Linked DNA regions of Mus musculus: regions 1 and 3 are each linked to region 2. A link is a contact called in public HiChIP or PLAC-seq and Micro-C data. All regions are on one chromosome and are shown on one strand. The core of a region is the stretch at or near the end of the contact, and the rest is flanking DNA. Distances in the headings are between cores, read along the strand shown.

Region 1 (3,373 bases), core at 472-2,971, 940 kb after region 2:
CCCCTCTCTCCTCTCCTCTCTCTCTCCTCTCTCTCTCTTCCCTCTCTTTTGCCTCTCCCTCTTGCTCCCCTTCTCTCCGCATTCCCTTTCCCCCTCTCTCCACGTGGCCTCTACTTCTCTACTTTCTCCCTCTCTCTGCCTTTCTCTGCCTCTACTACCATCTTGACTCCCCTCCCCATGCCCAGAATAAACTATTCTATACTATACCATCGTGTGGCTGGTCCCTCATGGGGAAAGGATGCCTTGGAATGGGCTAGCTGAGGCGCTCCCTTCCCCCACACCTCGCCACACCCCCATAGAACATATTCTTATACCTCTTTATCTTTTTATAAACACATCACCTTCTCTTGTAATAGTTTTTTAAGCATTATTAATGGCAAACAATCAATTAACAAGCAAGCTGACATGCATCAGAGATGGATCAAAGACAGAGAGTTTTACTTTAGGGCAGTGGTTGTCAATCTTCCAAATATGGGGCCCTTTTATATAGTTTTTTATGTTGTGGTGAACTCCAACCCTAAAATTATGTTTGTTGCTTCTTCATTACTCTAACTTTGCTACTATTATAAATGGTAACATGAACATCTAATATGCAGTATATCTAATATGCGCCCCCTGTGAAAGGGTCACACAACTCCCAGGTAGAGTCTTAGAGGCTCACGGTGACTCAGAGGCATAAGGAGTGCAACTGTTGTGTTTGTGAGTAAGACTACAGTTGTGGGAGATATTTTTCTCTCTTCTTTAAAAAGAACACCTCAGTTTAGAAGCTTTTGGAGAGTCAATTGTGCTCCCTCCAATTCATGTTCCTATACTAACTAACACATGTAAATGTGTTTGAAGATGAGGTTTGTGAAGAGGTGAGGGAAACTGAGGTCACCAGAGGTAGCACTAATGCAAGCTGACTGAAGTCACCTGCAATCTCCATATTCAGTAGGCTATGGCAAGAAGATCAAGAATTAGAGAGTAGCCAGGGCGTACATGCATCAAGTGTGACCCTGATGTGGCACAGGGTACATCCATTGGCAAGCAAAGTAAAGAAGCCTCAAGCGATCAAGCCTGCTGACACTTGCTGCCTCCAGAACCCTGAGAAAATGAATTGCTGTTGGTAAAGCTTATTTCTATCATATTTCTCTTTAGCGGTCCAAGGAAAATGGCATCTTGTGCAGCAGTCCCAAGTTTATGTGACATGAGAAGACCCGGTTATACTTCCTTGTTCCCCTGCCCGTGCAGAATAAACAATGTTGGTCTTCTTTATTTTGTGAATGGATCTACTTAGAGATTCATAATCACATTCTATCCTGCCAGCTTGCAGCTCAACAAACATTTCACAGTTCCGTGTTTATTGGCCACTTGCTGATTTTAAGCCAGTACTCGTTCTTCATAAGCTAGCACATTGGTAATTAAACCATGCAGAGTACATAAACTATTCATTCAATGGCTGAGTACTATTAGGCTCTTTTATCCATCCATCTTCACAAACTCACTGCTTTTTATTGCGCTCAAAGCTGCAACCATTTCTTTAGAAATCTGCCTTTCAAAGGTGTGGACTTTAACCAGCAGGGGGAGGGGGATAAAAGAACACACTGCCCTCATAAAAGGATCCTATAAAAGTGTCTCCAGGTGCTCTTCTGTTTTCAGGCAATAGATCTGCCAGGACTATGTGCCCTGGAGGAGAGAGTGGAACCGGGCCTCTTTGAAGAGCCGAGAAGACTGGTTCCACTGTCTCACCAGGCTTGCTGTTTTATTTCAGTCCCAGGGGGAAGCCAACAAGCCCATTGGCCTCACCCTGACTGCTACTTCTGGCAGAGACTTCTGGAGAATGAATCAGAAGCCGGCTGCCCTAGCTCTTTGAAGTCTTTGAATGTGCATGCTACTTGTTTCTAGGTTTGGGCAAGCCAGGGCTACTGCATAACGAAGGATAGAAAGCAAATTTGCATAGTATTTCATTTTTTCAACAAGTCTAAGCCAAAGACATTCAGTGACCAAACTTGAAGGTGAGTAGACATTATCTGCCACCAGAATCATCAGACCAGAAAGCCTACCAGTCTAAAACTTGGCTCCTAGGACAGGGTATTATGTCAGTTTCTCCCGGAGTACAAGTATTGTGGTCGTTTTGCTAACATGTTTCTGTCCATAGGGAGGAGAGGGACAGATCTTGCTGATTAATTCATATCACTCACCACATTGCTTCTGAGTACTTCCTTGTGCCAGGTGTTATGTAAGGTCGTAGAGAACAGCAATGAATCAGGCTCTGCCCTTAGGGCTCAACAGTACAACTTAGGCGGAGCAAAAGCTGTTTGCTCCACCCCTCCCCCCTCTGCCAGCCCTCAGCTCTCTTATCAATGTCTTTTCCTCCATTCATTTGTTCTCTGCTCACTCCCACTCCCAGGGTTTTACTACTGGAAAAGCTCCAGGAAGAGAGGTGATGCCTAGCCAGGGCACCAATCCCCAGTGGAGGAATTTTATCATATAAATAATATTGTTACATGTATTTAATGGCCCCTCTAGTTCAGGGATCCCAAATCCCTGTGTGTAATGAAATCTGTAGTCTGAATCAGCTTTGCTATACCCTAGAGGTCCTGGGGGAGTAGCCTAGAACTCAGGGAGCTGCCAGGGTTGAGAGGCACCTCAAGGCTTGAAATCCACAGTGAAGTTTGTCAATAGATAATCAGAAGCTGACTGCCATTGCATCTCTCTCTCTCTTCCCCCCCCCCTCTCTCTCTCTCTCTCTCTCTCTGTGTGTGTGTGTGTGTGTGTGTGTGTGTGTGTGCTTATGTTCTTAAGTACCTTGTCTACTCAAGCACCTAGCTTATTTTCTGCTTCCTGAAGAGATTTATGGCTACATTTCCATAGGAATAAAAGTCCTGCTGGCAGGGAGCCCCAGAGAGGCAGAGAGTGGTGGTTTGTAGAGAATCACTGAAAAAATGTAATTGCTGGCAGCTGTTTGCCCCAGGGCTGCCAGTCATAAAATTTAACCCTTAATTATCCAGGCATTCTACAGGCAGAGACCTCTCTTGATCTAAGACAAGTGTTCACCATAGTCCTATAATAGAGGACTGTATATCTGTCATTACCTATTTTAAAGTCATTGCTTCTATTGCAGGACTAACCAACCATTGCACTTGTTAAGACATGAGTGATGGTGAAAGCTGGTATTAAATACTGCTCAGCAATGTCAACAGTACTTCTTTTGTGAGGTACAACAAAACCTCATCAGCTCTTACTGAGGAGTCCGCATCTGGAGCTGTATGCAGTAATCCAACATTGCATCAACCTTGGAAGAAAAGACAGTTTGGCTTGCCTTGAAAATTCAAGGCAAGGTTATACTGTACTTGGGCATTTCAAGAAGCAGAACAAAAGGATAAAAGCGCAC
Region 2 (2,909 bases), core at 212-2,711:
TGTGCCAGCAGAAAAGTTGTCCTAGTTTCTGCATGAGGCTCTCTCCCTCTTCCTTAGGCTCCAAAACCCACAAGTGGTACAAGGACACTTAGAAGGGTGTGGTGGGCAGGGTTAGAGAGCTGAGATCATTGTCTTGTCTCCCGAGCTAAGATTTCCTCACCCACCCAGCTTCCCAGCTTCCCAAGTGTTTTTTGGGAAAATACTCTTTTCTCCTTTGCTTCTCTCCTCTTCAATTTTTTTTTAAATAATTGGAGTGTAACACATCCAACATGTGTAAGTTTTGAGTGAGTACTGATAAATTTGTTTTATATATATATATATATACTTTTCTGATAAAGAAAGCATACACTTGTAAGCCTTCAAAGACAACAGTCTCCTCACACTTCTTCCCGGTGACTCACCCACTCCTACAAACCTCTGCGTTCTGTCCCCATTAATTAATTGTGTTGACTTTCAAAGAAATATTGACTTTCATCCATTTCTCAACTAAGATTCCTTTTCAGTTAGAACTTCATGATATGTGGTACTCTTAAAGGGCCTCTCACTTCATCCTGCTGGATTTGGCATGATGGTACCATTGTGCAGATGAAAAACTGAGTCAGATGTAAAATGATCAGCTTGATTTCAGATAGTCACTTCTCGTACAACAAATAGCAGAGCCTTATTGAACTCAGACCAACTTGGCTCCCAAGTCTGAGCACCTTCTCTTTTAAGCCAGTTATCCTTGTTAATGCTGTCTGCTTTTGAGTAATGTTTGGTAGACATTGGTAGATTGTTTCTGGCACATTCCTTTAGGAGATAACCAAGATATATACAATGGACAGAAGCCTAGAGTCCAGACTTAATCTGGATGGTGTCTGCCATGGAAAAGCCTTTATGTGTCTTAGTAACAAACTTACTCTGGCTGTCCCGTGTTGCTGCAAGGAGCAGAGGAGGGAGTGTATGACTGGGCAAAACCAGAACAAAGGATTAGTCTCCTCTAAAGGATCTGATGGTCAAGTCTTTCATAATTCTCCAGCTGTAGAGAAGAAAGGAGACTCGGATAGGGAGAAGCTTGGAATCCTCGGGAGGGGAGGGTGTTGTCAGCAAGCAGTGGGAGAGGTAGGGAAAGGAATGTGCGAGAGGAACAAAGGTTGGCGGGGTGGGTAGATAAAGGCTCTTGAGCAATCTCCAGGAGTTGTCCTCAGAAGAATAGATGAAAAGGCAAGGGGGTGGGGAGGCTGGAGGTGCAGCTCAGCGCTGGAGTTCATCCATGTGCTAGAGAGGAAAAACTGGAAAAGCTGTCTGGGCAGGAGGTGTGGAGATGGCTAGTCTCTGTCCCCAGTAGTTAATCTTCCCTGGTTATTTGATGGGATGCTTAGGGAGAGGTTTTTAAGACAATTGCACTTCTCCCTTTGGTCAGATAAGTGAGTTCCAGAGTGAGCCTGTTCCTGTGCTCAGGAGAGAAAGCAGACAAGGTCAGAGGAACCTGCATTCTGAGCAACTTCTCAGGCCTGATAGTGGATCAAAGCACCATCCCAGGGTATCTTTGCCTGAGCCTCAACAACATGGAAATTTACAGGTGTGATTATATGTCTTCAGATTCTGGGGTTGGGTTGGGGGCGGGGGAGAGAAGGAGACAGATTGTATCTAAGAAATGGAATCTTTAAGGGAAGGGAACCTGTCCCAGCCAATGTGCGAGTGTGAAGTGTGGCCAGAGAAGGGTCAGAAGGATTCTGAAGGTGGAAGGGGCTGTGAGAACATGGGGGTCTCAGATAGCTGGGAAAAGCGCAGACACAGATTCTTCAGAACTCTGATCCTGCAGAAGAGTGCCTCCTGCCATCTCGTGGATTTTAGCCCAGCGACATTTATTTTGGATTTCTATTCTACAGAACAGTAAGAGTTTTGAAAAAGATGTATTGTTTTAAGCCACTGAGTTTGTAGGATTTGTTCTAGTAGCAATAGAAAAATAAATACAGACATATACACACATGCATGTATGTAAAGAGGATGAAAGCTTAAGAAAAATCAGAGAATTATATACTTTTATTTTTTGTTTTTAATTAATTAATTAATTAATTAATTAATTAATTAATTTTGGCATTTCCTTTTTATTTAAAATAGATTATCTTCTCACATAATGTGTCCTGATAAAAGTTTTCTCTCCTCCTCCTCCTCCTCTTCTTCTTCCTCCTCCTCTCCTCCTCTTCTTCCTCTTCTTCCTCCTCCTCAGCCCTTCCCACTTCCTTTCCCAGCTGGATCTATTCCATTTCTGTTGTTTATTAGAAAACAAAGGGACCTTTAAGGGATAGTAAAAAAATATAATAAGATAAAACCAAAGCTAACATTGGAATAGGACAAAACACAAAACAGAAGAAAAGAGCTCTTCACACACACAAAAAAAATTAAAAGCATAAGAAATAGATCCACTTGTTATTTGCATACTCAGAATCTCATAAAACCAGTAAACTGGCCAGATGTGGTGGCACACACTTTTAATCCCAGCACACAGGAGGCAGAGTAAAGCAGATCTCTGAGTTTGAAGCCAGCTAATCTATATGAGCTGCAGGACAGCCAGGGCTACACAGAAACACTGCCTCAAAAACCAAAAACAATAAGAAAAAAAAAACAAAAACAATAAACTGGAAACCTAGTATATATGCGAAGGACCTGGGTTGGGGAGACAAAATAAAATAAAAATAAAAAACAAGATAAAATTAAAAAAAAAAAAAGAAGAAGAAGAAGAGGAAAAGCCCTAATCAGGACATTACGAGACAAGAAGCCTCCAAAGATGCTTCTGAGTTGTTTTGTGTCGGCCGTCTACTGCTGGCCATGGGGCCTACCCTTAAGAGAGGTTTGTTTCCCCAGTGAGACTCCCTCCGAGGAAACAAATTTTATTTTTATTTGCAAAGTGGTTATCAATTAGAGAC
Region 3 (3,074 bases), core at 90-2,589, 610 kb after region 2:
CCAGAAATGAACCCACACACCTACGGTCACTTGATCTTTGACAAAGGAGCTAAAACCATCCAGTGGAAAGAAGACAGCATCCTCAACTAATGGTGCAGGGTCAACTGGCGGTTTGCATGTAGATGAATGCGAATTTATCCATTCTTATCTCCTTGTACAAACCTCAAGTACAAGTGATCAAGGAACTCCACATAAAACCAGAGACTCTAAACTATATATCTTATTTGTAAAACTAAAATGAACTCCTACCAGGAGCTAATTAAATGACTCAGTCAAACACAAGAGATTTAATTTGTGACTTTCCTTGAAGCACAAAGCAGTTGATGTTGATGCTTTGAGGATTTAAAGGGATCCAGTTCTTTAAGCCCAAAAAGTAGAAATTCTAGGCTATTAAGTAGCTTGTTTAAGGTACAAAGTATAAGAACCAGGACTAAACTGAGACTGTCTGGCATGGATGCTGGCCAACCTCAGAAGTTTGTCTGGAAGAGTCAGGAGACTCAGTGCATCTGGCAGAGGGAAGTGATCTATTCTAATTGTATTAGTGATTGTGAGCAAACATACTGTTATAATATTTAATAATAAACAGAATTTTTGCTAATCAGTATGGATGATTAAAGAGGAAAGTGATAATTAGAAAGGCAAGTGACAAAGACGAAAGAACCAACGTTTCAACATTTTCAGGTAATATTATGAATTAAAAGTGAATTTCATGACATATCGGGGCGGAGAACTGAGAGCAGCCAATGGCCAGTCTGGGTTCCAGGGAGATGGAGAACCCCACCGGAGGCGTGGTCTCCGGACAGCAATGCTAAGCCAAGGCTGGTAGCAGTGGGTCAAAAGCAGTTTCTCTTAGAAGCATGCGTGCCTGGAGCGTACCTTGGGGTTAAGGTGGGCCTCAAGATCCTGGAGGCAGTGTAGGGACACATCCTCCCCAGTGCGTGAATTCAGCCTTCTGGACACATTGTAATAACAGAGCTTGCCCTTCGTTTACCCTACCGGGCAGTGCGATGATCACTGGGCCCTTACTGGATTCACCTGGAAACAGATTTCTCCTAGGCAGGTTCCCCTCAACAAATGCAGGTTTCCCTTCCTCTCAGTTTCTAGCTAATCTTTGAAGGGCCTATTAAGTTGGCTTTTGTCCCACCTACCCACACAATCACCAGGCAGAGCTGCTTTGCTCTGATAAACATGTTTTAATATTTATGGTCAGCAGAAGGCTCAAAGTCTTGAGAAGTCTCTGTTGCCACACATATCCTCAAAGCCTCCTGGAGGGGGCAGCCCTAGCCGGCTTGGGGTGAAGCTCACAGGTGTCTTTGCAGACCTTTGAAGCTTTGGGTCAGTGATCTCCTCAGGATCTGGGTTGGCTCAGAAGCTATCTCTGGGCTATAGCAAAAAAACAATGCCCAGATATTGTACCTCTCAGTTGGAGTCCTTTGTGATTCTTTTCCCAGAAAAGGTTAAATGGGTGGAGGGTTGGGTGTGGACCACATTTCCCAGTATAAACAAAAGCACTCAAAGGAGGCTCCCTGTACCTGTTTTTTGGTTTCAGTTTGGGGTTGGAGTCTTGTACTGAATGCTATTGAGTGGTCAAGGGGCAGAAGGAACAGGATCAGTTCAACTCATCAGAGCCTAAGGCACCAGGCCAGCTGATGTCTGGAGGCAAGGAGTATGGGGATGGCAGTTGGGGACCAGTGGGAGGTTGGCCAGGCTAGAGGTACAGCTGGACCCCCCCACCCCCACCCCCAAACTGGACTCTTAGCTCAGTTAACAACAGCTGGTAAAGGACAGCTGGCATCCTGTCCTCCTCTCCCACCAGTGTTAGCACTCACTACACCCAGTATTCTCAGGATACAACAGCCTCTGAGGGCTTGTTCCATGCAATCCTGGGTGGGCTTTCAATTCAACGCCCTTTCTAGCACACATGAGAAGGAACTCTCCCAGAGCCTGGTGGGTCACAGCAGCAGTCCACAGCTGTGCATGGAGGTAAGGAGAATGCTGGCTGTGCTAGTGTTTCTAGACACATGACTGCCACACTTGGTCACTACTGGGATCCTTCCCACCTCTACCTACCTGTCTGGCACCAGGGTCAAGTGCCATGGATGGCCTTTGTACCTCTCTACTTCAGGATGCCACCTGCCAAACACTAGCATGCCTCAGAGCAAGAACACAGACCTCATGTGCTCTCCACATGTTCCTCTTATATATTACATGATTTTTCTGAAGTCTTGGCCTATGTGACTAAAGCAATTAGACATTCAATGACTAATGGCACAGCCTAGAAAGACATGATCACAGCAATGGCATTTATCATGCTGATGCTGGCATTGATGAGTACTGCTTATCCACCAGATTTGCATATTTTACATGTATTGATTTACTCTTCAAAGTATCTCTTAGAAGAATGATATATTACTATAAACCCTATCTGAAAGACAAATAAATATTGACATCAATGAATCAACAATAGATTGTATTACTTTTTAAGGATGAATTTTGCAACGGGCTTTCTGATATACTCTACTGAGTTGGTTAGCTTTTTGAAGCATCATAAATTTTTTCTATTATCAAAAGTCAGTTTCAATGATAAAGAACAGAAAAGCACTAAAAAAATATCTTTTTATGGTAATGTTGATCTACTTGGAAGAAATGAACCATGATATGGCTCTTAAATTCACAATTGTATGTCCATCCAGCTGTGAACACATTGTGTATAACCTTGATTAAGTTACTTATTTCAATCTTCAAAGGGCTATAGTCACCCAGATGCAACAAGAAAAAGCTTATCTATTTGAAAAATATGTTAAAAAATCAAGATAGTATTTGTGAACATGGTTGGAAAGCCAGGTATGAGTGATGGTAAATATAAATCTCAGTTCAGACATGCATCTGCTATTTTGGTAGCCAGTGGCTGGATAGAAGACAGTAGTGGACCACAGATAATAGCTTGGTCACACATCCCTTGGGCTTTGATCTTTTACTTCCTGCTTCCACCTGCTGCTCTTATCTTAACTTTTCTGATTTTCCATAGCATCCTGAGTAGAAGGATGTACTGTGTTTTCAGTAATAGCAACTCT

The links. A called contact is a pair of places that touch in the nucleus more often than the background predicts. HiChIP or PLAC-seq counts read pairs in DNA pulled down with a chosen protein or histone mark.
Region 1: a contact with region 2 is called in a FOXA1 HiChIP or PLAC-seq map of pancreatic cancer cells. The contact joins two enhancer-like sites. A contact is called at or near these places in 3 of 115 datasets of contacts at active chromatin or transcription factors (embryonic stem cells, extraembryonic endoderm stem cells and pancreatic cancer cells).
Region 3: a Micro-C map of embryonic stem cells shows a contact between it and region 2, with 7 times the contacts expected there. The contact joins two enhancer-like sites. A contact is called at or near these places in 3 of 484 Hi-C or Micro-C datasets (all in embryonic stem cells), 9 of 115 datasets of contacts at active chromatin or transcription factors (acute myeloid leukemia, embryonic stem cells, extraembryonic endoderm stem cells and 1 more) and 1 of 9 other capture datasets (embryonic stem cells).

Annotation. Positions count from the first base shown.
Region 1 is chr8:68,082,104-68,085,476 of GRCm38.p6, reverse strand. It overlaps a transcript of Psd3 not described here. Among named protein-coding and RNA genes, the nearest start is that of Psd3, 110 kb to the right of the region's middle. Within about 2 kb of position 1,721, at least 96 of the 459 cell types and tissues checked have an H3K27ac peak or open chromatin away from gene starts, as enhancers often do. A contact at or near this core is called in pancreatic cancer cells, where this site is marked.
Region 2 is chr8:69,026,158-69,029,066 of GRCm38.p6, reverse strand. No RefSeq gene overlaps it. Among named protein-coding and RNA genes, the nearest start is that of Gm33103, 25 kb to the right of the region's middle. Within about 2 kb of position 1,461, at least 43 of the 459 cell types and tissues checked have an H3K27ac peak or open chromatin away from gene starts, as enhancers often do. A contact at or near this core is called in embryonic stem cells and pancreatic cancer cells, where this site is marked.
Region 3 is chr8:68,418,971-68,422,044 of GRCm38.p6, reverse strand. The region is part of intron 4 of Csgalnact1 (chondroitin sulfate N-acetylgalactosaminyltransferase 1); the gene reads left to right. Among named protein-coding and RNA genes, the nearest start is that of 1700125H03Rik, 52 kb to the right of the region's middle. Within about 2 kb of position 1,339, at least 10 of the 459 cell types and tissues checked have an H3K27ac peak or open chromatin away from gene starts, as enhancers often do. A contact at or near this core is called in embryonic stem cells, where this site is marked.